Regions from separate parts of the Sus scrofa genome. Here region 2 is linked to region 1. A link is a contact called in public HiChIP or PLAC-seq data. All regions are on one chromosome and are shown on one strand. The core of a region is the stretch at or near the end of the contact, and the rest is flanking DNA. Distances in the headings are between cores, read along the strand shown. Region 1 holds the start of PTGR1 (prostaglandin reductase 1). Region 2 holds the start of GNG10 (guanine nucleotide-binding protein G(I)/G(S)/G(O) subunit gamma-10).

Evidence for each region. HiChIP or PLAC-seq counts read pairs in DNA pulled down with a chosen protein or histone mark.
Region 2: an H3K27ac HiChIP or PLAC-seq map of alveolar macrophages shows a contact between it and region 1. The contact joins the promoter of GNG10 here to the promoter of PTGR1 in region 1. A contact is called at or near these places in 8 of 47 Hi-C or Micro-C datasets (embryonic fibroblasts, epiblast stem cells, liver and 4 more) and 1 of 2 datasets of contacts at active chromatin or transcription factors (alveolar macrophages).

The regions. Positions count from the first base shown.
Region 1 is chr1:252,392,390-252,398,966 of Sscrofa11.1, forward strand. It overlaps PTGR1 (prostaglandin reductase 1), which reads right to left and starts at 3,044. Exons shown (of 10, transcript NM_214385.1): 1 at 3,012-3,044; 2 at 1,509-1,624. The coding sequence starts at 1,614. LOC110256066 (a long non-coding RNA gene) reads left to right here and starts at 2,435. Exons shown (of 2, transcript XR_002337285.1): 1 at 2,435-2,576; 2 at 2,720-4,575.
Region 2 is chr1:252,449,670-252,456,246 of Sscrofa11.1, forward strand. GNG10 (guanine nucleotide-binding protein G(I)/G(S)/G(O) subunit gamma-10) reads left to right here and starts at 3,340. Exons shown (of 3, transcript XM_021067494.1): 1 at 3,340-3,534. The coding sequence starts at 3,454. It overlaps LOC110256067 (a long non-coding RNA gene), which reads right to left and starts at 3,326. Exons shown (of 2, transcript XR_002337286.1): 1 at 3,250-3,326. LOC106509234 (a long non-coding RNA gene) reads left to right here and starts at 3,707. Exons shown (of 2, transcript XR_002337288.1): 1 at 3,707-3,988; 2 at 4,562-4,641.

The sequences.
Region 1 (6,577 bases), core at 1,794-4,293:
CCTGCCTGTGCCACAGCCATAGCAACGTCAGATCCAAGCCACTTCTACGACCTACACCACAGCTCACAGCAATGCTGGATCTTTAACCCACTGAGCAAGGCCAGGGATTGAACCTGCAACCTCATGGTTCCTAGTTGGATTTGTTTCCGCTGCGCCATGACGGGAACTCCCTCATTGTGGTTTTGATTTGCCTTTCTCCCGTGGCCAGGGATATCGAGCATATTTTTACTAGTCGGATTTGCTTCCACTGAGACACAATGGGAACACCTACATTTTTTAATAAAAGTAAAAATTATGATTATTTACTCGGCACTCACTCCATGCTTTATACAGGTTATTTCATATGATGTTCTTTGCAATTATTGTTTCCATTTTATTTGAGCTTAGATTAAGGAACTTGCACAGGGCCATGTCACAGGGCTCACACAGGATTTTATTACTAATCTCAGTTGGCATTAAAAATATATATGCACTTTGCTGGAGTGACCTCATGCATGCATTCTCTGGAATTTTGATCCTGAGTCCTGACTATCCCAACCTAGAGGGAAACCTGCCATGCTACTTGATTGCACGCCTTTTTCTCCAAGCTTGCCTACCTGAAAACAGCCCTTGGAGACACCCCTTAGCATGTGCTCTGCAAAGCTCATCTCCAAACTCGCGATGGGGTACGTTGCCATTTCTCTCCCTTCCATTTCTGCACGTTGGCCTTGTCCCTCCACTCCCCCCAAGAGCACGGGAGGCCCCTCAGTGCAGAAGGAGGGTTTTCCCCTCCTTGTCTGCTCACAGGGATAGTCTGAGCTGTGCACGCGGCTGCCAGGCAGTGCTGATCCCACTGTCATCATGAGGCTCACCAGACAGAGAGGAAGTCCTCCCCAGGGTCTGGCAAAAGTCATGAAGGACAAAGCACCCAAACGTGCGTTTCAGTTACCAGGGGAAGCAGAGGGATCCTCCGCTGTGGCGTGGAGGTTTCACACAGACAGCCTTGAAAAGCTCTCTGTGGCAGACTGCACAAGGACCATAGGTACCACCCACCCCTGGGTGAAGGCCTCTTGGCCATCCTCTCATCAGGAAGTCTGTTGCCACCCCTTGAGTCTGGGCTTGGCTATGTGACTGGCTTTGGTGAACAGCATGCTCGCAGAGATGATACAAGCTTGAAAAGTGTTTGCAAATTGGACTTGCCAATTCCTGCTGCCCTAGACTTATGAAATCACAGCAAAAACAAAGAGCTCCCGCCAGCCTGCTGGAAGGGTCACACAGACGAGAAGTGAGGCACACACCTCAGTAGAAAGCCAGCTAACCACCAGACATGTGAGGGACACTCATCCTGAATTAACCACTTAACCCGGGTAGGACCACCCACTTAATCCCGCCCAAACTGCCACCCCCCCAGAATTGTGAACTAATCGGTGATTGTGGTTTGAAGTCACTGAGTGTGGAGGTAGTGTATTATTCAGCAAAGGCAAACGGATATGGTTTCTTCTAACTTAAATCTTCTGAATCTGACTTACCTCCATTTTTTAAGGGCGGGAGTTCAACTGTCTTCAGTTCAAAGTTGCTAGGAGTAGGGTAGCCTACAAAATGCTTCTTCAGGGTCCAGCTCTTAGCACGAACCATCCTGAAGCTCCTAGAACACAGTAAACGTAGTCAAGCCTCTGAAGGGACTGGATTCTTACAGCTCCCTACGCATTGCACTGAGGGGGGAATGGCAGGCTCTACCCATCATCAACTTCATCATGAACAGTTAACATCCATCACATTTACTTAGTATTCACTGTTTCTATTGATCTGTTAAGCACTTCATACTTATCAACTCCTTCTATCCTCATAACTTCCCTCTAAGACAGCCGTTATTATCATGGTCAGTGTACAGATGAGGAAACAGTGGCTACGTCGGAAATCTCCAACGCAAGGAATAATGTGAACCCACACAAATTCTTCCTAGCCACTGCGAAGGTTTCGTTAGGGCACTGAACAGCTACCTGGCGTGCAAATATTCCACTTCTCTCCTCACATGAAGCGAATTCTAAGGAAAAGCATCAAACACAACCAAATCGAAGTCTATGCACGTCTCTCAGATGGACAGCTTTGCCTTCCGAGGCAAGCCGTCTCAGGAACACATGACAACCACCGGGCGGCGCTGCTGCTCAGGCGCGAGTTCTCTTTGGCACCAAAGGGGAAATCGAGGGTCAGTGTTTAAACTTGCCTGCACACAAGGCCAAGAGACGATGACTCAGGCGGCCCTGAGCTCTCGGGGTAGCACCTCAGGCTTGGACCGATCTCTTCCGCATCACATGGGAGCCGTGCCTTCCCCCAGGGGGAATCGGCTGCAAACGCGCCCGCAGGGGCTGGCCCTTTCTTTCCTTTCCCGCCCAGTGCTCGCGATTGGGGCCAGTGGCAGCCTGGAGGGGACACTTCCGTATTGCAGACACAGCGGTCGGGGTGGTGCGACCCGCAACTGTGCGGGTCCTACTTGTCTCTTTTTCCACAGAAAGACAGCCGCTGCGAATTCTGGACTCACCCAAAGTCCAGAAGCTTCCCTGTAAAGGGCATGGCCGCCGAGGCAGCTGAAGATCCCGGTGAGTCCCCACCCGCCAGAGGAACGGGGCCTGGTGGGATGCCAGGTCCGGGCACACTCGCCTCCAGATCCCACCTCCTCGCCTCGCCCACACCCGTGTCTTAACCGAATTCCGACGCCTTTCTTCTTCCACACCTGTCTCAGGTTTGCAGTCCCGCAAGTTCCTTAGCCAGCCCCCTCCCCCGGGCAGGCAGCTAAGCCGCGCACCCACAACGCTGCCAGGCAATGGCCTTCCCTCTCGCAGCCCTTTCCGATCGCTTCAGGAATCTGCATGGACCAGGAAGCATCAGTCGGGACATCCTGTTTCCAAGTTTCCTCTGAGTGCAAGACGCAGAGTGGCACAGCGTTACGAGAGGGCGAGCAATCTGCAAACGCCGAGCTACAGGGGAGCCTAGAAACGGCAGGGACAAAGGGTGGGGTGTGGAAGTTTACTTACAGGAGTCTGCAGGCTCCACTACCTAAAGCAGGTGGTTGGGACTGCGCCGCAGAGCGTCTGGAGCCGGTGTTTAGGTGGATCCCCGAAGGGGGTGAGGCTTGAGGCTTTCCCCAGGGCGGGGCTTTCTGGAAGGGTGGGGGGAAATGCTGCGTAGGAAAGCCAGCCCTGCCCCTTGCTGCTCAGGCAGGCAGGAGAGAGAGAAAAGGCGGGAAAGGCGGGTCTCCCAGCGGCCCCAGTCAGTCCCAGGCTTCCCACACTGTCAATTATAGACCCCCAACTCTGAGCCCAATCCTGGTCAGTCCTGTAAACGGAGAAATAATGCTAAGACCACAAATGTTACCCTTCTCCATAATCATTCAGTACATTTAGAAGGTTTCTCCCCTGGTTTTCACAAAAATGGAATCATTCCAAAGATAAGACTCAGCACCTTTTTCTTCAGCCTGAACATTCTCAGACCAGGGTTACCTAAACCAGTTGTGTTAACCAGGGTAGGATTCCTTTTTTCCCTTTGCTTGGTTTTCTTTCTTTCTCTCTTTTTTCAGAAGACTAATTTTACTTTTACCCGCTTTTGGTAATATGTGCAATGTTAGAATGCACTTGCATAACATGTAGTTAAGTAAATCAAATAAAGAATCCAGGTCATGAGTTACAGCACACGCTGGAAATTCTGAGAAAGGAGAACACACATTAACAAAAAACACCAGCAAGCTCAAACTCAGGTTTATATGCTGAGTATTTTTAAAGGCTTTAAAAAGCATGCTCAATCAGCATACAGCATTTTCTTCCTTATATAACAGATGTGCTTCTATTTGCTTGTTTACAGCAAAGGGTAAGATTCTGAATTAATTTACTTAGGATTTCAGAAATGCATTCCATGGATTTTGCTTCAATGCTCCTGCCATTGATTCTTCAAATAAGCAAAGTTCAGAGTTTCATCCTTTGAAATTGCTTTTAATCACTAGCAGTTTAAATTGAAAGATAATAAGTAGAAACCTGGCAATTCCTCATATACTGCCTGAACTTAAGTCTCATTTAATATAAGAGTTGGATATACAACAGCAAATTTATCCATTTTCTCTATCCTTAGAGGAGAGGGAAGGAAAATAAGATGAGGCATGGATATAGTTGCAGTGTTTAAGAGCTGAATGGAACAGTGAATCTTTCGTAATGCTCTCAACTCCATAATGAAGAACCACCATGAATCTTAATCAATTTTTTAGTTCATGCTGGATGAAGAATTTAGGTTTCCCTCTTTGTATATCATACTTCATATTCTCCAAGTTACAAAGGTTAAATTACAAAGATAAATTCTCCAAATTACAAAGGTTAAATTACAAAGATAAATTCTAGCTGCAACAGATATTTCCTAAGTAGGAGACCAAACAGCAAAGGGAACTCTTTCTTCCAACATTTGATATGTTAAAATTTCACTGAAGTGGTAATCTAACACTTAAAATATGAAATCTCTTGGCCAAGTAAGAAACAACCGCTACTATGGGTATTATCCTACTTAAATGTATCACATATTATATTAAACCCACCATTAAATGTGCTTGCACAGTTACACTGTGAATGATGATAGCAGTGACGATGCCAGTGAAAAAAGGACCATCTTTAGACCAAGAAGAGAAAAAAAATGTAAATACAAGTAGAAAGCAGACTTTAAAGAGTCGGTATTTTCCGATCTGAAAAGTACATTTTTAAATGATTTTTATTTTTTCCATTATAGTTGGTTTACAGTGTTGTCAATTTTCTACTGTATAGTGAAGTGACCCAGTCACACATACATATATACATTCTTTTTCTCACACTATCCTCCATCATCCTCCATCACAAGTGACTAGATATAGTTCACAGTGCTATACATATACAGCAGGATCTCATTGCCTTTCCATTCCAAGTAGATGCAGTAGTTTGCATCTACTAACCCCAGATTCCCAGTCCATCCCACTCCCTCCCCTCTTGGCAACCACAACTCTGTTCTCCAAGTCCATGAGTTTCTTTTCTGTGGAAAAGTTCATTTGTGCCATATATTAGATTCCAGACATAAGTGCTATCATACGGTATTTTTCTCTTTCTGACTTCACTTAGTATGAGAATCTCTAGTTACATCCATGTTGCTGTAAGTGGCGTTATTTTGTTCTTTTTGATGGCTGAATAGTAGTCCATTGTATGTATGTACCACATCTTCTTAATCCATTCATCTTTCAATGGATATTTATTTATTTATTTATTTATTTTTATTTATTATTATTATTTTTTATTTTCCCACTGTACAGCAAAGGGGTCAGGTTATCCTTACATGTATACATTACAATTACATTTTTTTCCCCACCCTTTGTTCTGTTGCAACATGAGTGTCTAGACATAGTTCTCAATGCTATTCAGCAGGATCTCCTTGTAAATCTATTCTAAGTTGTGTCTGATAAGCCCAAGCTCCCAATCCCTCCCACTCCCTCCCCCTCCCATCAGGCAGCCACAAGTCTTTTCTCCAAGTCTATGATTTTCTTTTCTGAGGAGATGTTCATTTGTGCTGGATATTAGATTCCAGTTATAAGTGATATCATATGGTATTTGTCTTTGTCTTTCTGGCTCATTTCACTCAGGATGAGATTCTCTAGTTCCATCCATGTTGCTGCAAATGGCATTATGTCGTTCTTTTTCATGGCTGAGTAGTATTCCATTGTGTGTATATACCACATCTTCCGAATCCAATCATCTGTCGATGGACATTTGGGTTGTTTCCATGTCCTGGCTATTGTGAAGAGTGCTGCAATGAACATGCGGATGCATGTGTCTCTTTTAAGTAGAGCTTTGTCCGGATAGATGCCCAAGAGTGGGATTGCGGGGTCATATGGAAGTTCTATGTATAGATTTCTAAGGTATCTCCAAACTGTTCTCCATAGTGGCTGTACCAGTTTACATTCCCACCAACAGTGCAGGAGGGTTCCCTTTTCTCCACAGCCCCTCCAGCACTTGTTATTTGTGGATTTATTAATGATGGCCATTCTGACTGGTGTGAGGTGGTATCTCATGGTAGTTTTGATTTACATGTCTCTTATAATCAACGACGTTGAGCATTTTTTCATGTGTTTGCTGGCCATCTGTATATCTTCAGATGAAAGATAGATAGAGAAATGTCTATTCAGGTCTTTTGCCCATTTTTCCATTGGGTTGTTGGCTTTTTTGCTGTTGAGTTGTATAAGTTGCTTGTATATTCTAGAGATTAAGCCCTTGTCGGTTGCATCATTTGAAACTATTTTCTCCCATTCTGTAAGTTGTCTTTTTGTTTTCTTGTTGGTTTCCTTTGCTGTGCAAAAGCTTTTCAGTTTGATGAGGTCCCATGGGTTTATTTTTGCTCTAATTTCTATTGCTTTGGGAGACTGACCTGAGAAAATATTCATGAGGTTGATGTCAGAGAGTGTTTTGCCTATGTTTTCTTCTAGGAGTTTGATGGTGTCCTATCGTATATTTAAGTCTTTCAGCCATTTGGAGTTTATTTTTGTGCATGGTGTGAGGGTGTGTTCTAGTTTCATTGCTTTGCATGCAGCTGTCCAGGTTTCCCA
Region 2 (6,577 bases), core at 2,090-4,589, 58 kb after region 1:
TTTTTTTTAGGGCTGCACCTGCAGCAAATGGAGGTTCCCAGGCTAGGAAGCCACCAGCCTGCACCACAGCCACAGCAATGCTGGATCTGAGCCACATCTGCAACTTACACCACTGCTCATGGCAACACCGGATCCTTAACTCACTGAGCAGGGCTAGGGATTGAACCCGAATCCTCATGGATGCTAGTCAGGTTCGCTAACTGCTAAGCCATGACGGGAACTCCCTGAGTTCTTTTCCACATCTTTTTGACCCACAACTTTTCTATTCCCTCAGCAATTTAGTTATGTTTCCAACATGTACTTTCACTTTTTGACTAGAATATATGTTTAAGTTGTTTGTGGTGAGGGGACTTGCCACTAGAGAGGGATTTAAAATTTGCCAATCTGGGAGTTCCCGTCGTGGCGCAGTGGTTAACGAATCCGACTAGGAACCATGAGGTTGCAGGTTCGATCCCTGGCCTTGCTCAGTGGGTTAAGGATCCGGCGTTGCCGTGAGCTGTGGTGTGGGTTGCAGACGTGGCTCGGATCCTGCGTTGCTGTGGCTCTGGCGTAGGCCGGTGGCTACAGCTCTGATTTGACCCCTAGCCTGGGAATCTCCATGTGCCACGGGAGCGGCCCAAGAAATGACAAAAAGACAAAAAAAAAAAAAAAAAAAAAAAAAAAAAAAAAGATAAAATTTGCCAATCTGGGAGTTCCGCTGTGGTGCAGCAGAAATGAATCTGATTAGTATCCATGAGGATTCGGGTTCGATCCCTGGCCTTGCTCACAGTCGGTTAAGGATCCAGAGTTGCCGTGAGCTGTGGTGTACGTCACAGACACGGCTTGGATCCCGCCTTGCTGTGGCTGTGGTGGAGGCCGGCAGCTGTAGCTCCAATTTGACCTCTAGCCTGAGAACTTGCATATGCAGCCCTAAAAGCAAAATAAATACAAAGTAAAAATAAAATTTGCCAATATGCTCTTGTCATGAGATAAGAAAAGCTCTTTAAACACTCCAAAGACTGAACACATAGCTCACAAAACAAGTAGAAGAAATGTTCAGCCTCAACAGTTAAGACAGCTAAAAGACTTAAGACACCATTTTTCATCTATTAGGTTGGCAGAGATAAAGAACCACAATACAGAATTATGAGGGTGCAGAGAAATTGGCAGCCTTATGGTGGGAATAGCGATTGCTACCGGAGGACAGGGAAAGAGGAGGATAAAGTAGGGAAAAGTGTTAAAAACTTTATATTTTTTGATTCACCAATTCCACTTTTAGAAATGCATCCTAAGGAAATAGAATAGACATGCACAAAGCTGTATGTTTCAGGTGGCCGTCAGGGTGTTAAGGAATAAAACAGTAGGTAAATGAACTATGATCCAGTTGTATAATGGAACACCATGCAGATGAAGAGCATACTGATAGATGAAGAGCATTTTTTTTTTTTTTCTTTTTGCCTTTTCTAGGGCCACTCCCGCAGCATATGGAGGTTCCCAGGCTAGGGGTCGAATCGGAGCTGTAGCCACCAGCCTACGCCAGAGCCACAGCAATGCGGGATCCGAGCCGCGTCTGCGACCTACACCACAGCGTTGCCGGATCGTTAAGCACTGAGCAAGGGCAGGGACCGAACCCGAAACCTCATGGTTCCTAGTCGGATTCATTAACCACCGCGCCACGACGGGAACTCCGATTTTTTTTTTTTTTTTAACTGCCCCTGGCCCCCTTTTAGTATCAGAATCCTGGTTTTCCTTTGGGAAATTGTCTCCCCCTTGCAGTCCATATGGTTCGGGTGGGTGATGTCCTCGTTTGAGTTCCCTGGAGAAAAAGGCTGAGATGGAGCTTTTCTCGCAGAAAGCCTGTTGGGAAGTGTCAGAACGCCTGTGGGGGAGTCTAGGAACTGGGAGTTAGGCAGAGAGAGGAACTGAACTCTGAAGCGGCTGCCATAAAGGCCTCAGATGACTGCTGAGTGGAGCACTGGAGCTAGGATCGTCTTTCAATGTTGTGCCAACTCGAGGCAAGGAGGGTGGGGTTCAGATTTTCTACAGCCTCACATCAGTCACTGGGTGACAGCTGACACCAGGAAGGGTGGCTCTCTGGCTAAGGGCAGTTCCCAAGGGGACTCAGCTGAGAGGTATCAGCGGGTTGCTACTCCCAGCAGGTGAAAGGAGTACCTTAGTCCTAAATGGGGAAGTTGGGTGGTACACCACAGCACCCACTAGCTCACCCCACCTCTCATCCCGCTCTGGGCCTGGTGCAGCTAGTCTGAGCATTCCAACACTACAAAACCCTTGCCTTCAAATAGGGATTGGTTCAGGGGTGGACAGGTGACTCAATAAGATCCGTGAGATTCATCAGAGGGATTTTGCTGTAACAACTAGAAAAGCGCTACTATCCCTGGGTTTCTTGAACTGGGACACTGAAGGCATGGAACCTTCCTTCACGGCACTAGGAGGAGTGAGTCTATTTAGCATCTAGAAAACAAGGTCAACACTCAGAAAAAGCAGAGCGGAGAGATGGAGAATGAGAGTGCTACAGCTATTATTTGAGCAATTAAATTTGAAAGTTCCTGGGCTTTCCAGTTACACAAGCTAGTATGTTACCTTTTTGCAGTACTTAGGTGGGTACTGACACACAAAGGCGCGAAAGAATTATTAGGAAATATTCATAACACATTAAGTGAAAAAAATCCACAAATAATACACACTTTACTTATACTAATGATTCCAGTTTTGTAAAACAAACGGACGTCCACTATAAAAAAAGAAAATGCAGCACAACAGAAACAATAGTTACAGTTCAAGGGCCAGATGGGAGTGAGAAGGCTGAATTTAATTTTCTTCTCTACGTTCCGCAAAGATGTTAGGGTCTGAGATTTTACCCTGCTTACCTTCCTAACCCTAACGCGTGGTAGGACTCCCGCCAAACAATAACAGGCTAATGTATACACCTGTTTCTGTTCCGTGGCAATCCTCACCCCCCCTGAGATAACACTCTCGCAGGGCTTAGAAGCCTTCACGTCTGGCTTATTTCTCCCACTCACTTCACCCCTTGCCCCAGCCACACACAGTCCCAGTTCTGGTTCACCAGGCACGCGTCTTTGCTTTCTCCATTCCCACACTCTACACCCACCCCTGCTCCTCCCAAAGCCCTAGAAGCTTCGATGTGGAGGAGGTGAGCGCCCCTGCGTGGGGGGCGACGCGCCACAGGGGACAGAGTTTAGAAGGCAGAATTAAGTGTCAGGCAACTCGGAACCCCAAGGTGTCGCTTACCTGCGGCGTCTGTGTCAACGCGGGGAGCTGCGGAGCGGCGGGGCGGAGCGGGGCCGGGCTCCCGCGGCGGGGCGGGGCGGGGCGGGGCTCCGGCGGCGGGGCGGGGCCGGGCGCAGCGGCTTCCCCGCCCCGGGGCGGTGCCGAGCCTCTGGGCCTCGTTATCTGCCGGCGCCCGGCCGCCCGCCCGCAGTCCAGGTCGCCGCCATGTCTTCCGGGGCCAGCGTGAGCGCCCTGCAGCGCCTGGTGGAGCAGCTCAAGCTGGAGGCCAGCGTGGAGAGGATCAAGGTGAGGCCCTCGCCAGCGCCTGGCCTCGGGGCGTGGAAACCGCCCGCTCCCGCCCCGCCCCGGCATCTGTGGGCCGGAGAAGAGGAGGCCGCGCCGGAGCCGGGGGCTGCGGGACCCGCCCGTTGGCGAGCGAGCCCGCAGGGTCCGCGGAGCAGCGGCGGGACGGGTGAGCCGCCCAGAGGACGTTGCTTTCGGTTCGGCCTCGTTGGGTCGGGGGCCGCGCGGTGGCGGCTTGAACCCAGGCGCCCGTGAGAGGCGGGGACGCGGGGGGCCCAAGGCGGGTCGACCGGCCTGGGGGCGCCGGGGAGACGCGCCTGTCCTCGCGAGGGTTGTCCGGGACCGAGAGCCCCGGGGGCGGTCTCGTTTCAGTGATGTGGACACAGTGACTCGGGTGCGGGGCCGACGCGAGGACACCGGGATCGCGGGGGACGCGCTAGTGGCCGGGATTCGGCTGGTGCGGGAGGATGGGGTCCAGAGCTGCGGAGGCGACTGCACCGACGGGCCTTGGTGATGGGTTGATAGGATGAGGGAGGAGGAGGGCGCTGCTCGGGTTTCTGGCCTGGTGGGATGGATGGCGTTGCCATTCGCTACGGTAGACAGAGGAGATCATCTGATGCATCTAGTTTCGGATACGTGGACTTTGAGGGGATGCCCAGGAGGTGTTTGGCAGCCTGGGCTGAAACTCAAGAGAACAAAACCGAAAGAACATACAAGGGTGAAAACTGTAGAAAGAGACCAGATCGTGGAACCCAGGGACCGACCGAAAGAGGTGGTCTCGAGAAGAGCAGGAGCAAGAGAAAGCAAGGTTACCGAAGTGGGGAAGGAAGATGGGGTTTTCATAGATGTGGGACTTAGTCAACATGTCCATTATTTAGTCAGTTGATGAAAAAGCATTTGTTGTGTAATTGTGGTTAGCAACAAGCATAGATCATTTTTTCGTAGACTGTGTGTGGTGAATGAACGAACACCGTTGTGATATTCCGTGAACCTCAGTAATGCCTTTTCTCTGTACCACACCCTATCCTAGGTATTCAGAATATGGTGATTCTAATGGGGAAGATAAACGATAAACACATGAACCAATAAATAAAATAATTTCGGAGAGTATGTGTTGTGGAAACAATTAAAGAAGGTAAAGAGAGAGTTGTGGAATGCAGACGTTTCAGGGACATGTAGTAGTAGAAGTGGGATCTAGATTGTAACAGGGTAAGCAGATTTTTTTTGAAAAAACTCGTTTTAAAGAGGAAACTTTCGATTTAGAAAATGAAAAGCTGTATTTTGAGGCTGAGAGGAAGGAACAAACTATTTTTAGGTCAAGGGGGAGAAACAAATGGAGAAGGAAAACTGGAGGTAGAGACAGAGTTTGTGGGGGGCCTGGGATTGGAGGGGCACCTTCTGAATCAGGAAGAAAGGAGGAAGTATATGTGTAAACATAGATGTTTCCAGATACGGGCTTAAGGAGGGTATGATGACAGTTATCTTTGTGAAATAGGAAGCCAAGTTTTCTTCTAGGAGGGAAGAAAGGGAACTAATGGAGTCACAAGGGTGGAGGATGGGGGAGAGAGTGCTGTTGAGAATGGGAGAGGAACCACCCCCCCCACCCCCACCCCACCCCCCCACCCCCCCACCCCCCCCCCCCCCCCCCCCCCCCGCCAGCAGGCACATCCCTGGACACCCTGTGATTCTGGGTTCTGGGTCAAGACACAGATAAGGAGATTGATTGGCTTTTTTTTTTTTTCCCCTCCCCCTAGCAGCATTTGCCCTCCAAGAATCTGAGTGCTCAAGGTGGGTGGTAGCTGATCAAGCAGAGGGTTAGCAAGGGCAGTATGTCAGAAAGATAGAAATGAGGTGGAGAGCAAGGAGTTTGAGGGTCTGGCCAGCACTTAGGCTGGATGGAGAAGGAGAAGACACAGAGCCAGCTTCCTGGTGATGGGCAGGACAGAAAAAGGAGGAGGTGTCCTCCTGAGGTCAAAGAGCAAGTATAGTGAGAAGAAAAGAAGCAGCACCCTGGATGGGCAGAAGAGATTGTGACTGGAACGTAGGATGTTGGAGTGCAAACTTTCAGATGTGGAGCAGTTACAGGTGATGGAACTATTTGGCCTTGAGGAGAAGATTGGTTGAGGAGAGGAGATCAGGGAACTGAACTAGGGTTGTTGGAAAGGCATGTTCTAAGGTGGAAAGAAAAACTGCCAGCTGGTTGCCTGGCTACCATGTGAAGCAGCTGGCGAAGATATTCTTACCTACATTTAAAAAATAATTACAGGTGGAGTTCCCGTTGTGGCTCAGTGGTTAATGAGTCTGACTAGGAACCATGAGGTTCTGGGTTTGATGCCTGGCTCACTGGGTTAAGGATCTGGTGTTGCCGTGAGCTGTGGTGTAGGCCGATGGCTACAGCTCTGATTCCACCTCTAGCCTGGGAACCTCCATATGCCACGGGTGTGGCCCTAGAAAAGACAGAAAGACAAATAATAATAATAATAATAATAATAATAATAATTACAATTATGAGAGATGCACCTGAGACTCAGAGAATTCAAGTGAATTGCTCAAAATCATAGACAGTAAGCTCATTTGCAGGGTGTCCTCATGGGAGGATGGTTTGGGGGTACTTGGCAGGGCTTTTCTCAGGGCAGCACCCATGTGACAGCATTCTGAGGTCTGGTCTGCCTCATTTCAGGGCTCATTGACAGTTAGATGTTCTCAGCCCGCTCAGACTTTAGCAGACTTGCTAACTGGTAAATAAAGCAAATACCAGTTTCCTAGCATATGATGGAGGGTGCCCCTTCCAGAGATTGGAATACTCAGTATCTTTCTAAGGACCTCTTCTTTTTTTGGAGATGTCTCTCAGGAGGTCATGGGTCATCCTGGGCCCAAACCAAGCAAAGCCATATAATTTGGGTGGGGATTATCCTACCTTCATTGGGAGAATACAACTTCAAAGGGCTTCCAAATTTCTTTTGAATTAGGAACATGTATAAAATCAGTACTTCTAATTATAATTAACATGAAAATGTCAGAACTTCCGTTGAGGGCACGGTGAGCT